Regions from separate parts of the Anser cygnoides genome. Here region 1 is linked to region 2. A link is a contact called in public Hi-C data. All regions are on one chromosome and are shown on one strand. Each heading gives the region's core, a stretch centred on a gene start, on an enhancer-like site or on the middle of the called end of the contact. The rest is flanking DNA. Distances are from core to core; before and after follow the strand shown.

Region 1 (2,700 bases), core at 195-2,694, 130 kb after region 2:
TTTAAAATTACCCAACAGTAGCATTTGAATAGCCTGAAACACGGGACATCACTTTTCCGTGCTCCTTTATGAAGATGTCTAATTTTTCCAGAGAAGGTATTTACGGAAATGCTTACTTTTTCTCATTATTTTTAACAAAGCCTTTAGATGTGTTCGATAAGCAAACGAAGTACAGATCACCAATAAAAGGGAATTATTTCAAAGTATAAGGAAATTGTGTCTATCGTTGTGTAACTTCGTTGTGTGGTAAGCTGAAGTTTTACATTTTTTCCTTAATGTCATCATAAAATCAATTAAAAAAACTTGCTGTCATAGTAAACTAATAGCTAATAACCATAAAGGTGGTCATTTAAATGAAACCAATTGTTTCCCTGCGAGTGGGACGTATTGCATCTCCTCTGAAAGTCACCCTTATTTCAAAGATGAAAAATGAAGCACTGACCAATTAAATGAAAAAAAAATCATCAGATGCTGCAGATTCAAAAATGTACAGAAAAAAATGTTGATTCTGCATGGATGAGAGGGCTTTCCACTTAGCATGAGACAGGAAAAACTCTTTGCAAAGAAAAAAAAATCAGATGCAAAAATGCATACGATAACAACAGAAAAAACATGACTAGAGAAGATATTTATGTAATCTGAAAGAAGCTAGGCAAGGTTCTTCTGATATTTCTAGCCTTGCAGTAAATCAAACACAGGGAACCATAGCATCAGTGTGGTCCACTCATCTGGATCTTGAACGCGGGTCAAACTACTAAACCAAAAAATTATTCTCAGTTCTCCAAGGGTTTAAGTTTAAAACTCACCTCTACAGGCTTCTTCAAAGTCCTGGGTTATATCTATCCAGCTTGTATTACTCTTTTCCATCTTGTCAGGCATACCGAGCTCCCATCCCGAATCGTCATCTTCGACTGAAGCCTTCATAACCATGGTGCTGCACCTTTAAACCCACATCGGACACACGACACGTTACGCACAAATTACAGAAAACGCTTCAATGGAATGTGTTTTTTTTTTTCCCTGCAATATCAGGGGAAACGGGAAAACAGACGAATCTGGTTTCATTCGAACAGCTACTACTACGTAATAGACTGAAAAAATTACTCGTACAGTTCTTTTCTAGAGGATGCGTTGTTACCCACAGCTTCCCTACCACTAGCTTATAGGCTATGACGGAAAACCCCTTCCGCAGCCTCGCCGGCGGCCCGCTACGTGCCGCCTCGGCCCCCCCGCCGGAGGCCTCCGCGGCGGCAGGAGGCACCCGCGGCGCCGGCACCGAAGGGGCGGCGGGGCCGGGGGCGCCGGGGCAGCCGCTGGGGGCAGCCGCTGGGGGCGGCCGTTGGGGGCAGCGCCTCGCCCGCTGCCGGGCGCCGCAACGGCCGCGCTGGGCCCGGGGGACGCCCGCACAGGACCGCCGGTGCCGCGCCTCGCCCGGTACCGCCCCCCTGCCCCCAGACACCCGCCCCGGGCCCCCCCGCGGAGCGTGAGGCGCCCCCCGCGGCCCCCGGCCCTCACCCGCCGCGCACAAGGAGCGCCCCTCGGCCGCCGCCGCCACACACGGAGATCGGAGTCGGCCTCGGTGCGCATGCGCCGTTGCTCCTCTGCGCACCCTCGTCTGCGCGTGCGCGCACCGCCGCTACCGGCTGATGGGCGGGGGGGGGTCGGCGGCGGCCTGGGGAGGGCCCGGGTGGGGAGGGAAGGGAAGGGAAGGGAAGGGAAGGGAAGGGAAGGGAAGGGAAGGGAAGGGAAGGGAAGGGAAGGGAAGGGAAGGGAAGGGAAGGGAAGGGAAGGGAAGGGAAGGGAAGGGAAGGGGGGTATTAATTTAAAAAGTGCACAACCCCGTGTTTGTGGGAAGCACCACCAGCTGCTAATACACTTTGCTCACCAAAAAGATTAACCAAAGCTGCCCCTCCCTCCAATGCTAGGAAGAAATACAGGGATTTGAATGCCAAAGCTGTCTTTGCGCGTTGGCCCTGCTGTTCAGCCTCCTCCAAGCACAGAGTGCTTGCACCTGCAGCGAGGCAAAAGGAGAGAAATCTGAGTGAGCTGTTAAGCCCATGACAGCGCCGACTTCTTCTCCGAAATAATTGCTTTTAGTTCAACGGCTGCGGAAATGTCCGGGTGCTTCATGGCTGCGCTGTAGTCATACTTACTTCCTGGAAAAAATACACAAATCTATGTAATACTTATCTTGTAATGATATAAAGGTTATGATTGCGAAGAGCAGGTCATTGCTGCTGAACATGACGGTGGCTAAACATCTGTGAATGCAAACTGGTTATATCTACCTCTCTGTAACAGAGAAAATGCCACCAGCACTAGCACTCTGCTCTGTAGAAAGAGGGCTGAATTTCTGGGGAAATTCTGTGTTTAATTTCAGGAGAAATAACTCAGATTATTGTTACAGATTGTTTCATAGATATGAAATTAAATAAAAACCTGCAGTACTTGATTCATTTCTGAAAATATCACATGTTGGAAGCTTGTTGCCAATGCTTCTGTTACCGAATACCTGTTTATGTTTGTGTGCAGGCTGAACTCTAAGAACTATGACCTGGCTTTTGTGAGGTGACTGTGGCGATCTCATTCCAGTTCTCAGTAGACCAGTGGATGCGTCATGACTGGCTGTAAGCACTTCTCATGGCAAAAATACCAGGAGTCAAAGATGAGCAGGTTGGTTGCGTTTGTGTGAAATGACCA
Region 2 (2,700 bases), core at 123-2,622:
TTTTGAAGGGGCCATAGTAGAAGACAAAAATAACTTCCAAGTTCTGTAGCTGGCACCAGAAATGGGTTGCAAAGCACTGAGCTGTACAGCTATAAGGCTATAATGTCATATTTTTGGACGCTACCATCCTTAATTTTGATAGTACTCTACTATTAAACTACTTTAAAATGTGTACGTATGGACATATTTTGCAAGGGAAAACTGGATTGGAACGGGAAGGTGAATTATTACGAGGACTACTAGGGTGGGATAAGAGCATCTCTGTTCCTTTAATATGGATGCAAAACAGCAGTAGGAAGAGATCCTCTTAAGTTATTAGAGAATAAAGGGGGCATGCAGAAACAGCAGGAAGCAGTAAGATGAAGAGTCTGAGCAAGCACAAGCAATATGCACAAAACAAACAAGTCACTTTATTCAGCGAGACGGTGATATAAAGCAAGTGCCAGTTTTTCTTCCACAGGAAAGCAGGTATACGGCCTCTTCCCCACCTATCCCAGGTGTAAGCAGAAGGACTGCTTGCCATTTCTCTTCTCCTTTTTAAGGTAAACCATTTAGATACCAGTAGGAAAGCCGCACCATACCAGCTTTTTTCCCCACTTCCTGTAATTTGTTTTTATTTTTCATGAGTAATTTGTTTTGCATGTCAGATATTTTTGCCGGGGTGGCTAGTCTGATGAGGCATACAGATTATATGGGATTGGATTTGGTTCCCAGTGGTGTGGAAATGCCCCCGCTACACGTGTGAACAGCACTGTACACAGTGGCTGTTCTTCAATAGCCACCGTGATTGTTCATGCCAACGCATTTACTCTTCTATTACCAGGACCAAGGCACAGCAAAAACAATCTTCTGAGATTAGCAGGGCTCCCAGCTGGCAAGGCGGGCTGTGACACCGTGTGTTTGCAATCTGGAGCCTGTTTGGTGACCTACATTTGAAAGCCGCGATCCCCGTGCTGCAGCTGGTAGCAAGCTGCTCTAGTCACAGCCGCAGAGGAGCGTGCTGGAGTGTTTGCATTGCTAGATGTTTTGGAGAGCTGTGCGGGTTACATTTAAATTTAACCTACAAATGAAGCTCTCGCGCGTTTAGTAAGCGTGTCGTTCAAAATCGATGCAGCCCAGCTTCCACGGGCACCAGCTTGTACACCTATAAACCAAGGAGGAACAACCACCGTGTAAGCAGGGCGCTCACACGAGCCGGGCGATGCCATTCCTGCTCCCCTCACCAACACCAAGCCCGGCTCAGCCACCACCGCACCGCGACCCCCCCCCGCTCAGGGCGGCGACAAGCGGCCGGGCCCCGTAATGGCGGACAGCCCGCCCCGCCCCGACACGGCACGGCACGGCCGCGAGCAGCGCTCCCCGGCGGCGGGACCGGCACCGCCACCGGCCCCGTGCCCGTGCTGGGCGGGAGGCGGGGCCGTGCTGCCGGAAGGGCCGCGCGGACGGCGGCGGTGAGGGACCGGCGGCTCTTCCGCCGCGACGTAATGGCGGGCCGGCCGTAGGGGTCGGGCTGGCCGGCGGCGGGTGAGTGCGCTTCGCTTCTCTCCGTGGGCGCTGACCGGGGACGGAACGGGACGGGACGGGACGGGGCCCCTCCGCCGCGGGCTGCCGGGTTGCGGCCGTTGAGCCGCTCCGGGTCGGGCCGGCTGCGCCCCGCGCCGGTGCCGGGGGCGGAGGGAGGAGGAGGAGGAGGAGGTGGAGGTGGTGGTGGCGGTGGTGGCGGTGGTGGTGACCCCCCGCCGGTAACCGGCCCGGCCGCCTTCCTCCCCGCTGCCCCCCTCGGGGACGCGGCTCCTGGCGGCGCCGGGCGTGCCTCGTCGCCGGCCTGCTGCCTGGGCGTGGGTTTGCACCCCGGGATGACTCCGGGGTGAGCCGTTCGTAGGTCACCGGAGCACAGGTTCGGCGGACGTGTCTTTCGTGAAACAGGTAGCAAGTTCGCTTTGTGCGAGCTGGACTTTGTGGTTTGTTTTTTTTTTTCTTTTTCGTTTTTGCTCCTGGCTAGAATGGCTGCATCTCCCTGATAACGCACAGCAGACTGTGAGTTCAGCCCCCTTAGGACAGGTGTACAGCTTATTTTGTCAACACATGTGAGAGCAAAGTTCTTCTGCGTACAAGCCATATAAACTCTAAAAGCTTCAAGCCTGTAGAAAGCAGACACTGATGTGCCTGAGGGCGCCTTTGGGGCCTGCAGAATTTAAAAAAAAAAGAAAAAAAGTCAAGAACATCAAGCACTATACTTCCATATTAAAGACAACAGAAGTATGTTTCCTACTTAAGTGCTTCCCTAGCTTTCTCTGCACCTTAACCTCATATATCTTTTTTCGAAATTTTTTCTTGTTTGGTTCTATGTGGCAGTAGTTAAACAACCGAATATTCAGTGTAGTTGTAAGCACTGCTTCGTGTGTTTGACTGATCTCTTCCAGGTAGTGCCCACTTTCACAGCCCATGCAGGTTTAAACTATTGACTATTTAAAAACTAAAACTATTTAAACTATTGCTTGAGTTGCAGCTCTCTGTAAGTATTTTACAGTAAGAATGCAGACATGACCAAGTCTGGAGAGCTAACTGGTAACGCAGGTTATTTTTTTAGATAATACCACATTACTATGAAATAAGTATACTTAGTACCCAGTAACGTGAAATCTCTGAATGGCCAGCTAGCTAAAAAGTGCAAAGTGCATTGGGCAGTGCAGGATTGGC

The links. Hi-C and Micro-C count contacts between places; a contact is called where the count stands out from the background.
Region 1: a contact with region 2 is called in a Hi-C map of liver, with 6 times the contacts expected there. The contact joins the promoter of AGTPBP1 here to the promoter of TUT7 in region 2. A contact is called at or near these places in 2 of 7 Hi-C or Micro-C datasets (both in liver).

The regions. Positions count from the first base shown.
Region 1 is chrZ:42,360,408-42,363,107 of Taihu_goose_T2T_genome, forward strand. AGTPBP1 (ATP/GTP binding carboxypeptidase 1) reads left to right here and starts at 1,445. Exons shown (of 28, transcript XM_066988424.1): 1 at 1,445-1,579; 2 at 2,533-2,673. The coding sequence starts at 2,641. NAA35 (N-alpha-acetyltransferase 35, NatC auxiliary subunit) reads right to left here and starts at 1,625. Exons shown (of 23, transcript XM_066988429.1): 1 at 1,516-1,625; 2 at 807-940. The coding sequence starts at 930.
Region 2 is chrZ:42,229,654-42,232,353 of Taihu_goose_T2T_genome, forward strand. It overlaps TUT7 (terminal uridylyl transferase 7), which reads left to right and starts at 1,373. Exons shown (of 29, transcript XM_048080525.2): 1 at 1,373-1,524.